Linked DNA regions of Mus musculus: all the other regions are linked to region 1. The links are chromatin contacts, called in public promoter capture Hi-C maps. All regions are on one chromosome and are shown on one strand. The core of a region is the stretch at or near the end of the contact, and the rest is flanking DNA. Distances in the headings are between cores, read along the strand shown. Region 1 holds the start of Robo4 (roundabout guidance receptor 4). Region 2 overlaps Siae (sialic acid acetylesterase). Region 3 holds the start of Pknox2 (Pbx/knotted 1 homeobox 2).

Region 1 (4,878 bases), core at 1,449-3,948:
AAGTCACTTCTTACAGCTGTTTGCTTCACTCTACACAGGAGAATCCACAAATAGGAGTTCTCCTAACTTCCAGACTGGATTGGAATAGTTAGGGAGCTCACCCCCACCCCACCCCAATCCCCTAGGCCAAGCAGAATCCTTGACTGACCCTGTTCAGGCAGCCTCAGGAGCAACACATTGCTGTCAGGGCCTCGAGCCCGGCCGGAGGACGGTCTCACTTTGAATTCATAGTCTTGGCCCCAGTGGAGACCCCCAAGCTTTGCACTCTGCAAGCCACGCAGCAGCACCTCTGTCCATGGAGATCCTTGGTCCCTGGGGGACCTCTGAGTCCTGAACAGAGCTGTGTATGACTCAGCAGGTGCAGCAGGGCCGCTCACCTGGGAAGAAGTCAGAGCAACGATAATGGACTAGGGAGCTCATGGCAGCCCTAATCTGAGCTCTGGGTGTTTTCTGGGACCTCTGTCTCACCTTCCAGCTGAGCCACACGGATGGCCCAGGCTTGGGACCTTTTACAGGTTCGGGGTTTAGCAGGGTCACATTTTCCAGCTGAATGCGAACAGCCAGAAGCTCTAGATGTTCCTTGTGGTCCTGGGATTCTGTGGAGGAACACAGGACTGGGATGGAGTAGTGGAACATACCTTCATCGTGGACAAACTTGGCTCCCAGAGTTTTCAGCTCTGGAGTATTCCTATGCCCATTTGGCCTCATCACTTGGACCCCAAACTCCATACCTGGTGACCACACTAACTGGAGTCTCCTACCTTACCTTGAACTTTGAGTGTGGGGTTAAGTGCGTGTTTATATGCATGTATGTGAGTAAGCGTTGACAACAGAGTCTTCCCTTATTATTGATCTCTATCTTATTTTTTGAGACAAGGTCTTTCACTGAACTTGGAACTCACTGTGTAGACTAGACTGTCTGGTTAGCTTCTGGGATTCACCTGTCTGTTCTCCACATCGGCACTGGGATGATCGACATTCACTGTCACACTCTGCTTTTATATGAGTGCTGGAGAACTTGACTCTTCACGTATGTGAAGCCAGCACCTTACCCACAGAGTTCTCTCCTGAGCCCTTATTAGATTGTAGATGACTCCTGTCCTTACCCTGGATAGACACCCTGGCTGCTCGGCTCTCCCGTTGCCCAGCATTGTTGGTGGCCATACACATATAGGTCCCCGAGTCATTCTTCTCTGCTCTTGACACCATCAGGGAATCCCCAGATACCTGTCAGGTTCAGATACTCCATGAAGTCTTCAATTTGAGAAGCTTAGAGGTTGGAGGGTGGGTCAGTTGCTCAATGTGCCCAGGACAGGATGATGTATGGGCAAAGGAGTTCCCAGGATTGGGGTTCACTCACTGTGCGCCTCCCTGGCTGGAGGACCAGGGGTTTCCCGTCTTTCCACCATGAGACCGAGGGTTTTGGGTAGCCCCAGGGAGGACCACACTCAAGAACCAAGCTCTCTCCCACCACGGCCACTGTGTCCCGAGGTTGGATCTGGAAGTCCTCCTGGAGGACTATTGGGAAGTCAGCAAATCAGCAGGAAGCACGTCTACCCACCCTGAGTCCTTCTAACATCCTAACATGGATGGCTTATCCGAACATGCTTACCCAATTCTGCTCTACCACTTCCTTGCCCCTCTATCTCTAGTTTAACCTAGTTCTCCATCCCAAGACCCTCAGTCCCTGCCTCCCTTCACAGACAGACTCTCGTATTTCCCTGGACACAAGCATCTCAGCCTAACTCTGCTTCCCCCTGGGCCTACCCTCCCAAGCCTCACCAGCCACAGACAGCCTAGCACCCCGGCTCACTGCTGTGCCCAGCCGGTTGCTGGCCTCACATGTGTAGACACCCAGGATTGCTGAGAGGATGTTCTGGTCATCTTGTGGCCGTCCCTGGACAGAGGGCCGATGTAACAGGAGGGTCCCATCCGGCAAAAGGTAATGTAGGTCTGGGGTGGCCATGCTGAGGGGCTGCCCATTCAGCAGCCAGCGGATAGTGGGAGGTGGTTGGCCGGATGATCTGCACCTCATCTTGGCTGGGCCAGAGCCCTGAAGTAGCTGGTCCTGGGGGTGAACTAGGATCTGGGGTGGAGAATCCAGAGCCTCACCTCCTAAGAGGGAAAGAGAGACTCCTGTACTGCACCCCTTCTATGTCTTGTGTAGGAATCTGTAGTCTTGTGTAGGCTTATCTTACTGAACATTTATTTCCAAATAAGAAGCTAACTAGGAGGGGAGAAGGTCTGAGTCCATAGGTCAAGATCTGCATAGCTCTTTCTCTGTTGCACGCACACACACACACACACACACTCTCTCTCTCTCTCTCTCTCTCTCTCTCTCTCTCTCTCTCTCTCTCTCTCTCTCAACCCCCATCTTTGTCTCTGATACTTCACTGCTAACTAGAAGAAAGGCACCAGACAACAGAGATGCTCCTTTGTCCTGCTGGCTTTGGATCCAGACCGTGGATCCTGCCATGAATCCAGGAGCGTGGGTTAGGAGAGGGAGGGCCCTACTCACCCATGATGAAAAGCAGCAGCAGAGGCAGAGGCCACTCCGTCCCCAGGAGGCCCGTTCCTCCAGAGCCCATGGCTGCTCTCGGCTCCTCTCCTTGTCCCATACACTTTTGTCCGGTTGTTCTGAGCTCACAGCAGTAAGGGAAGAAAGGGAGGGGTGGGGTGGTGGTAGTTGTTTGTGACTGAGACTCTGTCCCAGTAGGGAAGCAGCTTTGAGGAAACGGATGCTTCCTGCCTGGCCCTCATGCCTTAGAGAACTGGGAGGGGACCAGAGGTGAGAAACTCTCTGACCTCTACACTTCAGCTGTAATCCCCGGGATGCTAACTGCAGGCTAAGGGTTTACTTCATGTCTGAGTTAGGGTTTCTTAAATGAAATCCTCACACTGATCCCAATTGTACCCATACAATCTGCCAACTCCACAGCTCTGTTCAAAGCATATGTTTAATCTTGGTCTCTATCGGCTTTTTCCCATTAGCCAGCCACCTAATAGAGGAGGAGGAAGACCAGAGGTTGAGCCTCAGACATAGGAGTAAGGAGCTGAAGATAGAGTCCAAAGGGCTTACAGGCCAAGAAAGCAAGGGGCACATGGGGGTCAGGAGGTAGCAAGTGTCTATCTCTGGTCCAATCCCCAGGAGCAGGTAGACTGAGTCTTGGGAGGCTAGAAAGTAGGAATGACTCAGAACCTTAAGCTTTGAAAACCCATGGACTAGCTGGGCAGTGGTGGCACACGCCTTTAATCCCAGCACTTGGGAGGCAGAGGCAGGCGGATTTCTGAGTTCAAGGCCAGCCTGGTCTACAGAGTGAGGTCCAGGACAGCCAGGGCTACACAGAGAAACCCTGTCTCAAAAAAGAAAAGAAGAAAAGAAAAAGAAAACCCATGGACTATGTACGCATTTTCATCAAAAGATTTGGAAATGATGTCTGTGGGCTCTTGGGCAGATTCCTTCATCCTCAAAGCCAGTTTTCATACCTGTAAAATGGGGATATTAATAATAGACACCACCTTCAGATCCAGAGTAAAACTGGAATGAGATTAGGCATGAGATAGACTAGGTATGGACACAGGGGTATCACCTGTGTTTTTGTGCACATCCCACCACTGAAACTCTCTGAAGCATCATCAGTGGGATGGGTTCTAGGATTGGGGAAGATGGTCGTAATGAAGCCTTCCAAGGCTGGCCTGGTCTGACACCTGTCTTCTATGGCTACATAGCACACAACCTACACAACAACTAAGCTGACTGTATTGGCTCCTCCCTGAAACCCAGAGAGACTGCCTTCTCCTCAGAGCCCAGCTCCTGTTTACCAGTCTCTTCCTTCCAAATCTGGAATCTCAGCCATTTCCTAGAGCTGTTCACAGAAGGCCAAGGCCAGGCTCTGAGCTTCAGCGGAAAAGCGTGCAGGCTTTGTTCTTCATTGTTCTGGCCAGCTTGTCTGGAGGCCCCTAACACAGCTGACCCTTCTCCCTTCCTCCCCCTCCCTGTTGGGTTTCAGGAACAGCATCAGCCCTAACCACTGGACTTCTGTGCTTCATCTCTTTCTGTCTCCTGAGACAAACTAAGACTGATTAAGACAGGATTAATGGGGGAAAAAAAAAAACCTTAAAAACACTACAGTCTTTACAAACTGAGTGAGTCTGTGGGCTACAGAATAGAAGTGAATAGAGTGACTATAAAAAGAAGGGTGGAAATTGGTGTCAGGCTAGACTTTGGGATTTTAGGAATGGAAGCACTTGGTGGCACATGGCTGAAATCCTAGCATACAGAGGATCATGAATTTGGTCTAGTCCAGGCTGGACCCTGTCTCAAACAAAACAAAACGAACCAAAACAAAACAAAAACAACAACAACAAAAAAAAATAAAGCAAAGCAAAAATGGAAGCACGAAGGGTGTTGTTAGCCAAGTCTGTGCCTTCTTCTGTGTGGAGGGTGTATGATGTCAGATGGGTGAAAGGGACATTTATATGGCTGAAGTCAGCCAAAGACGAGACAGGAAAGGGTGGGCAGGCAGTTTCAATGAACCTGGGATTTCCCAGGTACACAGGGTCCAAGAATGGCCAAGTTCCACAAGAATGCTATTGCTGACAACAGTCCCTTTTCAGTCTCTTTTGCTTCTACTTATGAGAATTCAGCAAGTTCTCAGCTAGTGTTCCAACACCAACTTGATTTTATTCAGTTTCTATGATCCAGAAAGATGGTATATATTTTCCTCAAAAGAAAACACTTGTCGGTCTCAAAGGAGCCCAGATTCATCCCCCCAGCTTCTTGCTCAGCTGAGTAGAAAGAGCAGCAGAGCAGACAGGCAGGGAGTAGGGGGTGGTGTAACATAGGACTGGAACCCAGAGTCCATGGCAATGGGAGAG
Region 2 (4,441 bases), core at 303-2,802, 230 kb before region 1:
CTCTTGACTTGTTCCCAGATGACTGTAGATGCTCACGACAACACTTGCCCTGCGCATGAATCCATTTACTCAGAACAAATGTGGGCATTCAGCACACACTTACCTAAAAGGACATGAGGACTCCTCACTGTTACATTCATTCCTCATGGGCTTTATCTCGGGCTGACCAACTCTTTCATCCCTTGTATTAGGGACTCCACAGGCTTTCAGTGTCCTTCTAGATGACCAGACTTCAATGTACGTCCCACCCCAACTGGAGGAGACCAACCCAATGGGATATTGCAGAGTGTCATACAGGTAACGCCCAAAGAGCCAGCACACCGCAGACATGTAAGTGAAATTTCCATGGCCCAAGTTTCCTGTGCAGAGAAACAGTTATAGGGAAAGTCAAGAGAAAAGAAGAGGGGTGCCAACTGGGGCTGTGGCATGAGTGGAGCCAGCAGTGGGCTCCTTTCTAAGACCTTCAGATGCAGGGTAAGATGAGGGCTAAGATACAAGATACAGCCCAGAATAAAGCGTGACTTCCAAAGCTCCCCAAAGGAGAAACAGCTTTTCCACAGGGGAAAATTACAGTGTTCGTGACAGTTTCCCATGATTGCTCTTCAGTTTGCTTGTTTGTTTGTTTGTTTTTTTTTTCATTTGCTCAAACTGCTTTTTGCCATAATGAGGAAGCAAGAGCTCTCAGTCTGGCATGGAGGCAAATGGAAACAACTGTGTCGTAGTCTGAACATAAATAATTTGCTTATATAATCAGGGATCCAAAACTCTCAGCAGGTTTTGCAGAACCCCAGGCCCTCAGGTGCATCGGAATTCAGGAACTCTAAGTCCTCCTCAGTAGATAAGTGGTACAAAGCCTGTAAGGTCCCTGCCGCCCTTAACTCACTTAAGGGAGGCAGCCAGTAGGTAGAAGATGTGGGGGTTTTTTTTCTGGGTGGTGTTATGATAAATTCCATAGCTGAAGTAATGAAAATATGGACACATAAGTGCTGAGGAATGCAGCAAAAAGGGAAACACAGCAACCATAACCAGTTTTGCTTTCACCAGTCTAATTTATTTCAACTGTTCATATTACCCAGGAACCAACACAAGCTGGTGTATGTGAGCTCCATACTAGAGGAAGTTGACAAGGGGAGGGGAAGGTAGAAATACACACAGAGATGGGATCAATTCAAATTAGTACTTAGTAAAAGTCTACTATACAGGAGGCACTCTGTTTAGTCCTGAAAAGGATCCAAACCCAAGAAGCGCAATAGGAGAAAATCAAATCAATTTCCGACAAATTAGAATTAACTGAGCACCTACTATGTATCCAGAACTACACAGTGGTTGAGATATAGCAATGAAAGAGACACAAAGAGTCTCTCCTCATAAATTCTAAAGCTTACTGAATAGGTCAACTGATGAGCTAAATAAAATAAATGGCAAAGTACAGTATCTTAAGGGATACGAACAAGTTTTAGCTGGAGTTAACAACAAAGAAAAACTAGTCAATGAAGTTCAGCCAAAGCCTGGTTTAGACTGACATCCTCCCTCTCTGTGCAGCCCTATTACATCACTTCCTGTAATATGAAGTTCAGTGTTTCCCTCTGTGGTGGTCTGAATAAGACGGGGCCCCATAGGCTCATATATTTGAATGCTTAGTTATCAGTTAGTTGAACTGTTTGGCAAAGATTAGGAGATGTGGCCTTGTTGTAGAAGGTATGCCACTAAGAGTGGGCTTTGAGGTTTCAAAGTCCCTGCCAAGCCCATTCTCATTCATTCCCATCCTCCGTTCCTTGCTCCCTCCCTCCCTCCCTCCTTCTCACCCTCTCTCCTTCCCCCTCCTTCTCCCTCCCGGCCCCCACCTATAAATCAGGATGTGGCTATCAGCTACATCTCCAGTACCATGCCTACCTGTGGCCACATCTCCTGCCATGATGATAATGGACTAACTCTCTGAAGCTGTAAACAAGCCCCCAATTAAATGTCATCTTCTATAGGTTGCCTTGGTCATGGTATCTCACAGCAATAGAACAGTATTTCTATTAGTTCTGGAGGGACTTCATCGCATTCATAACTGTGTCTCTAATATCATAGGAAACATGTGTATGTTATTGTTAGGTGGCTGTGAGTAGCTAAAGGTAGACCTACTAACTAGTAGGTAGAGGAGAAAGGTAACTTAAAAGGATAAAAAGTGGTTAGGAAACCAGAGGATAGACAAGGACTTGTTTATTTGTACATAAAGTATGTGTCTGCATGCACGCGTGCATGTATTTGTCAAGATGTGCAAGTATGTATGTGCACATATGTGGAAACCAGAGGACAAAGTCAGGTGTCTTCCTCTATCATCCTCTACCTCATTCATTCATTCATTCATTCATTCACTTTAAAATTGCCTCTCACTATTTATTCAGCTAGGCTGGCTGGCCAGTAACCCCCAGAGATCACTTTGTCTCTGCCTCCCCTGTGATGGAATTACAGATATATGCTGTCACATCTGCCTTTTAAATGAGTGCTGGGGTTCTGAATTCAGGTTCTGGTGCTTACATGGCAAGCCTTTACCTACAGAGTGAACTATGTTTTCCCAGGTAGTAGTGATGGTGATATCTGCCTCTAATCCCCTTTAATCCCCTTTATTCCTAGCACTTTGTAGGTAAAGACGGGCGAATAATCTCTTAAATTTGAGGCCAGCCTAATCTGTAGGAAGGAAGGAAGGAAGGAAGGAAGGAAGGAAGGAAGGGAGGGAGGGAGGGAGGGAGGGAGGGAGGGAGGGAGGGGAGGGGAGGGGAGGGGAGGGGAGGGGAGGGGAGGGGAGGGGAGGGGAGGAGAGGGGAGGTAGGAAAAACAGACCAAAACAAAAAGAGTGAACCCTGTGGGGGGCAGGAGAAGAATGAAACAAAAGATATTCCACATACTGTGAGGCCAGTGATGACGCTTGCTGAGAAGGGGGCTGGTTGTATTTGCCTTTGTCTTGTTTTGTGGAAATAAAGAACAAGGCTGAACCTTCACAGCAGGCACTGTGTGTCTGTCTACTTGCTGCGGTGTCCTTGGACTAGTGCACAGCCTGCTGTAGAGGAGGCAGAGCCATGAAATACGGATTCTGTGTTTCTCTCAGAGAGAGAAATGGAGAGTAAAGCCCGAGGGAAGACAGGAGGCCCTGAGAGGAGCTGGAGCAGATCTTGGTTCACTCGGAGAGGACAGTGAGACGTCCTCAGACACAGGCAGGGGAGTGGGGGAACACAGAGGGTTACCATGATGGAAGAAGACCCAGACCCACCTCATGTTGAACAGCATCCATACTGTTCTCAAAAAAAAAAAAAAAAGAAAGAAAGAAAAGAAAAGAAAAGAAAAGAAAAGAAAAGAAAAGAAAGGAAAGGAAAGGAAAGGAAAGGAAAGGAAAGGGAAAGGAAAAAGGGAAAGGAAAGGAAAGGAAAGGAAAGGAAAGGAAAGGAAAGGAAAGGAAAGGAAAGGAAAGGAAAGGAAAGGAAAGGGGAAAGGGGAAAGGGGAAAGGGGAAAGGGGAAAGGGGAAAGGGGAAAGGGGAAAGGGGAAAGGGGAAAGGGGAAAGGGGAAAGGGGAAAGGGGAAAGGGGAAAGGGGAAAGGGGAAAGGGGAAAGGGGAAAGGGGAAAGGGGAAAGGGGAAAGGGAAAAGGAAAAGGAAAAGGAAAAGGAAAAGGAAAAGGAAGTACCATTTCCTGAACTCAGTGGAGAAGATTCAGGCTGGGTTCTTGCGAAGAAAAATCTAACAGTGATCATCAGGAATGGAGTGGAAATTCAAAGGGAAAAAAAATACTTCTGTAATAATAAGTAGAACCAAATTCAGGGGCTACAGGTTCTACTTAAGTCACTAAGCCATTGCCTAAAGGAAGGCATGCTGAGGCACTCACGTACCTGCGGTGGGCTTGGACCATGACAGGTCAACCTCAGTAAGGTCATCCAACTCCTCCTCTGATTGGATGAGGGAGACAGAGAAGATGCGCACAGACTGGTAGGCAGCAGTGTCGGACAACTCCTTTGAGGCGTTAAAGATCTAGAGGAGAAATCCGAGGATCCATTAATCTGAAAGAGGTTAAACTGCCTTGCAGCTTCTCAGTACACACATCTGATCCACAGAATTCCTTCTGACATTTGGGTATGCTGAGAATAAGTGAATAACCAAAATCAGTAATGGGCTATACTGAACACCTGGATCTAGGTACTTTTGTCCAACAGAGACAATGAGATGAATCACATTCCAGAAGACAGTTCACAAACAATGAAACCTGTGATCTTCCACAGCAGGTCTATCCTGGACAAGAACAGCGGTATAAGGATGAGGCTAAAGAACACTATGAATTACATCACTATCCCATGGTTCCCCCATGGTTCTGGGGATTGAACCTAAAGCCTAGTGAATAGCAGGTAAACCCTTAACCACTATGCTATATCTCACAACCCACAGATTACTTTAACTTAAAACTAAA
Region 3 (4,507 bases), core at 208-2,707, 250 kb after region 1:
AGAGGTTGGGGTGACATAACTCTACCTAGTGAAAGTCTTTAGGGAGTCCATGGGAAGATGTTTCAACCCCATCTGTAGCAGTGGATCTATAGGTGAAAGCCCCCTCCCCGTCCCACAGGAACATTGCAGGTGAATGTGGAGTTGCTGGCAGGACCTGGATAAAGAGCACATCTGGAATGTGATGCAGACGTCTCTGAGCCTTTGGATCTAATGATACTTCTCATTTTTGCCGGAATCCGAGGCAGGGGAGGAATGACCCAGAGGCTTGGAATGGAGCAAAGGGTAACCTCCCTCTGCTGGGGTTAGATCCTTTTCTGGGAACCTGACTGTCTGGATTCCCTCTTAGCTTTTCCTTAACTTTCAGTGACTTTGTTTAGGCTTCAGCCAGGCTCCTTTCCTGGTGTGAGAGTCACAGGATTCATTGTCACCTGCCTGTGGCCTGAAACCGCTTCTCAAGGGGGGCAGAAGGGATTCTCTGGTCCTCTGTGTAGGAGCTGAGCCAGTCTGCATCCTGAGTGGCTGAGCCTATACTTGGCACTCAGTAGGAAAGTCATCTTTGTTGACTAAATGGAGACATGCATGGTTGCACTGGCTTGATTTGGCTTTTCATTGTAGAAGTGACTTGGGTGAGGAGCCTGTTTGGTGTATGGAACAGATTGGACCACCCCAGCAAGCCCAAGCTGAAACAGTACTCCCCTCACCTTACGGTGCCCAGCCTCCGGGACACACTGGCTGGCTAAGCAGTTTTAAGAATGAAACAGCAGTGGCTTCCAAGCACTTGCCTGACATTTGCCAAGGGATAGCTTCTGATAAGGCTCTTTCCCTTGTTATCTTGCCCCTGAACCACCCCATCAACCCTCGGATGAACCAAGCGTCAGAGGAAGCCTACAGCAGGGGGAAAAAAAAAAGCTCTTGAGACCAGGGATAACTAACCACCTGAGCACCTTTGCTGGGGCCAAGGTAATGAGAATTATTCAAATGCAATCATAAAAATGAGGCCAGCCGGGCAGGAATGGGGTGGGGGTGTGATGGAGAGAACGTTTCTTGCCAGTTTGAAGATTCCTATTTTCTTGGGGTTCTCTTGAGGTACACAGAAAATTTCACCTCCTCTCAATCTCTTCAGCACCTGGTGTCTTGGAACTCGTCACCAGTTGATCGCTAAGGAGGACACCGGGTAGGGGTGCGCCTGCATTTCTGGGGTTCACTGCATCACCTCTGTCAGGCAACCCCCAGGTCTGGGCGCCTGCTGCCTCTCTCCAGCAGCAAGCAGGCCAGAGCCTGATGTCTGAGCCGAGCCTCCAGTAGAGGGAGACACTCTAGCAGCTCCTCGCCTGGGAAGCGGCCGGGTCCAGGAGTGGGTGGGGGCTATGGGGGGGGGGGAGAAAGGGGGAGTGGGGAGAGGGGAGGTGTGCGCGCGCGGGGAGGGGGGGGGAGGGAGTCCGGGGGGCGGGTCCCTGTGCCGCTGACGTCCCGAGCAGTGCTGGGAAGTATAGGCTGTGTTGTCACGCCGGTGTCAGTCTGATGAAGATTGGCATCAGGTAAGCTGTCATTCATTTCCATGTCAGAGACGCTTTTGCAGGCGGCGGCGGCGGCGGCGGCTGCTGCTGCGGGCGGCTGCCTCAGAGCGCGTGTGTTTTATTCCAGTCCCCAAGCCAGAGTATTATTCATTGCGACAGGGCAAGGAGGAGAGAGGGAGAGAGGGAGGCAGCAGGGAGGAGAGAGAGGGAGGCAGCAGGGAGGAGGGAGGCAGGGAGCAGAGAGGGACGGCGGGAGCGTGCAGAGAGAAGCTGGGGAAGCGCCGGGAGAGCGCGGAGCGAAGCCGCGCGAGGGGAGGCGAGGCTGGGCGAGGAGGCGGCGAGAAGCGCGCGGCCCACCCGCTCCCGGACCCGGCCGGTGCGCAGCTCCGTGCCCGCCTCGCTGCCGCCGCCTCGCCCCGCTCCCCTCTGGCCCAGGGCCGGGCGTGCATTGTTTGCGGTCGCAAGCAGCTGGGCAGCGGACTCAGAGCGCAGCGGCCCTAGAGCCTGTAGCGGGCGGGCTGGAAGCCGTGCACCCGGAGCTTCCCGGGACTCGAGCCCAGGGACGAGCGCGTCGGCCGGAGTCCCTGCGCAGGCGGCTCCTGGCTAGGCGCTCGGTGGGGGCGAGGCTGGGAACTGCGGGCGGGCTTCGGTTCTCCTTTCCCGGGCTCCAGGAGCCCTGTGGCTGGAGCTTCCTAGGTGTCACCAGCCCCGAGCTGCCTTCGAGTGGTTGGAAGCGGGAGCAGCCCTAGCCTGCGGCCGGGTGGCTGGAGTCAAGCAGTGGCGGCCGCGTCCTGCCCGGCCCGGGGAGGCAGGGAGAGTAGAGGTTTACCGGAGGATCAGTGGGGACAGGGGAACATGTGTGTGTGTGTGTGTATGTATGTGTGTGTGTATGGGGGGGGGGGAGGTGTTAGTCAGAGAAACCAGAACCCGAGGGGCGACGCTCAGGGACTCTAACTAGGAGTAGGAGGAGAATTTGTAGGGTCACTGGCTCTCTACGTATTGTTGGGTCTTTTGGGCGGGGAGGGGAGGATTAGGGGTCCTTGGCGAAGAGCTAGAAGATAAATTCGTAAAAGGGGGGGAGGTGGGCACGGAAAGCGTCCCGAGAAGAAAGCCGATGGGGATGGGGCAGGGTCCTGAATGTGCCGCGCGAAGTTTCTGTTTCTTTCGGGTTAGGCTGGCTTCCAAAGCCAAGGAAGAAACGAGCGCAGTGGGCCGCGCTGTCTGGAGAGTCCTTCACAGGGCAGCCAGGGTTCCCGCGCGGTCGGAAGACGCGGGTTGGGAGTGGGAGGGGGATGCGGATCAGCCCCTTAAAGGAGGGCTGGGTTTTGGAGCAGGCTAGAGTTTGGGTTGCAGGAATCAAGCTGTTTTCAGAATAGGGACAGATGGGCCGCTGTGTAGTTTACATGCCGGCAAAGACAGAGGGCTGGAGTTAGGCGCCGGGGCCCCGATTACCTCCGAGGCTTGACTCCGGAGCCGGTGACGTTGTTTTAGAACTGACACTCGGGATCAGGATATTGAAATGTAGGAAGAATTGCGCGTCCAGGTTCTTACAGCGTGTGGGAGGAAAAGCTTTTATGTAGGCAAGAAAAGTAGTTGATTCCAGCCGTGGTGAGCGAGCCCCGAACGTCTGCTGCTTCTCCCCCTAAAGCGAATCTTGCGGATGAGAGGATCTGGGTGCACAGGGCTGAAACCTAGGAGAAAGACTCTGGAAGGTACACAAAAATAGTGATTCAGTACGAAGTGACCGGGTAGCATCATCCGGGTCCGAGTGGAGCCAAGGAGCTGGCCCTGCAGAGTCAGCAGGCTCTGGGAGTCACTTGCGGTCTGTGGCCTCAGCGTGGCGGGGTGGTTGCTGGTGGCCCGCCGGGACAGTGGTAGGCGACGCAGGCAAGGGGGCCACTAGTAGAGAGGTGCTACTGGGGCTTAAGGAATCGTGGCTGCCGCCAAAGGAAAGACATTCCCGAACTCCGGAGTCCTCATCGGATCTGCCGCCTGTTTATCTGCAAGCGATGCTTGCTTCGTCCAGGGCAATGTCGAAGAGCGCACAGGCCGGCCCATACCGGCAAGGTTCTATCCTAGAGGGAGGAGGAAGTTCGGGGTTTCCTTACCCTCACATATGTTATCTTGGGACTTCTCCAGGCTGTTGGCTTTCTGGAATTCAAATGCTCTTCAACTGGTAGAATCCAAGATAACAAGCTTAAACGGATTTAAACATCCGCCCCCCCACACACCCCCCTCCCAAATCTCAGAAATGATGGTGTTCAAAAGCAACATGGTTTTATCCCAAACTCTAGCCCCTTTGCCCTCCCACTCTGCCTTCTGACCTTCCCGTGGCCCCTGGACCTTGATGCAAATGCACGCATGTGTGTATGCCTGTAGGTAGGTGTGGGGTGTCTCTTATTTAGGGGCTCGTATCTCATACTCAAACTACTTCCTCAAGGCTCGGGCCTAGCTCACCAGTGGGTGGAGTGGAGGGGTCCTAAAGAAGGAAAGAGCAGATTGGGGAGAAGGAGGGTTGAAGATGTTACATTCTGGACATTTAGATAAAGAGTAAGGTTGAGGGATGGATGTAAGTGTGTGTGTGTGTGTGTGTGTGTGTGTGTGTGTGTGTGTGTTGGGAGTTGATTTTCTCTGTGCATGATTTCTCTGTGCACCGTGAATTGAGAAAGCCAGCCAGTCCTTTGGGGCACTGAAGCCGCAGGACCCAAGAATGGCCACCGCGGCCGGGGGCGCGGCGACCGCTACCAGGAGCTGTTGTTTTCCAGACTTGGAATTCCTGAGCGCTCTTCTCCAGCCCTGAGCTGAGCGGGGGAGGGAGCCGTGACCCCACGGAGACTCCCCGGTCACCGCCTCCCTTTTGTGAGATCGAAAGGCATGAAAGCCTAGAGAAAGAGGATCTGCAGGGAATGAGGGCCAGGGGGTTACTCGAGGGAGATGGGCCTAGCAACAACCACAGTAAAATGCTTAGCGCAAATCGCAGCGAAGTGTAC

What was found. Promoter capture Hi-C pulls out the DNA fragments that hold promoters and counts their contacts.
Region 2: a promoter capture Hi-C map of the HPC-7 cell line shows a contact between it and region 1. The contact joins the enhancer-like site here to the promoter of Robo4 in region 1. A contact is called at or near these places in 18 of 39 promoter capture datasets (3T3-L1-derived adipocytes, the C10 cell line, the HPC-7 cell line and 12 more), 3 of 15 datasets of contacts at CTCF or cohesin (embryonic stem cells and large pre-B cells), 23 of 484 Hi-C or Micro-C datasets (the 3T3-L1 cell line, 3T3-L1-derived adipocytes, the 4T1 cell line and 12 more), 13 of 115 datasets of contacts at active chromatin or transcription factors (craniofacial prominence, embryonic basal ganglia, embryonic forebrain and 7 more) and 3 of 9 other capture datasets (adipose tissue, liver and pancreatic islet).
Region 3: a promoter capture Hi-C map of liver shows a contact between it and region 1, with 2.5 times the contacts expected there. The contact joins the promoter of Pknox2 here to the promoter of Robo4 in region 1. A contact is called at or near these places in 1 of 39 promoter capture datasets (liver) and 2 of 9 other capture datasets (liver and pancreatic islet).

Annotation. Positions count from the first base shown.
Region 1 is chr9:37,399,792-37,404,669 of GRCm38.p6, reverse strand. It overlaps Robo4 (roundabout guidance receptor 4), which reads right to left and starts at 2,698. Exons shown (of 18, transcript NM_001309390.2): 1 at 2,519-2,698; 2 at 1,783-2,115; 3 at 1,361-1,518; 4 at 1,107-1,227; 5 at 469-596; 6 at 149-377. The coding sequence starts at 2,588.
Region 2 is chr9:37,627,267-37,631,707 of GRCm38.p6, reverse strand. It overlaps Siae (sialic acid acetylesterase), which reads right to left. Exons shown (of 10, transcript NM_011734.4): 4 at 3,870-4,008; 5 at 104-359. Among named protein-coding and RNA genes, the nearest start is that of Siae, 16 kb to the right of the region's middle. Within about 2 kb of position 1,552, at least 1 of the 459 cell types and tissues checked has an H3K27ac peak or open chromatin away from gene starts, as enhancers often do. A contact at or near this core is called in the HPC-7 cell line, where this site is marked.
Region 3 is chr9:37,144,272-37,148,778 of GRCm38.p6, reverse strand. It overlaps Pknox2 (Pbx/knotted 1 homeobox 2), which reads left to right and starts at 1,457. Exons shown (of 13, transcript NM_001029838.2): 1 at 1,457-1,538.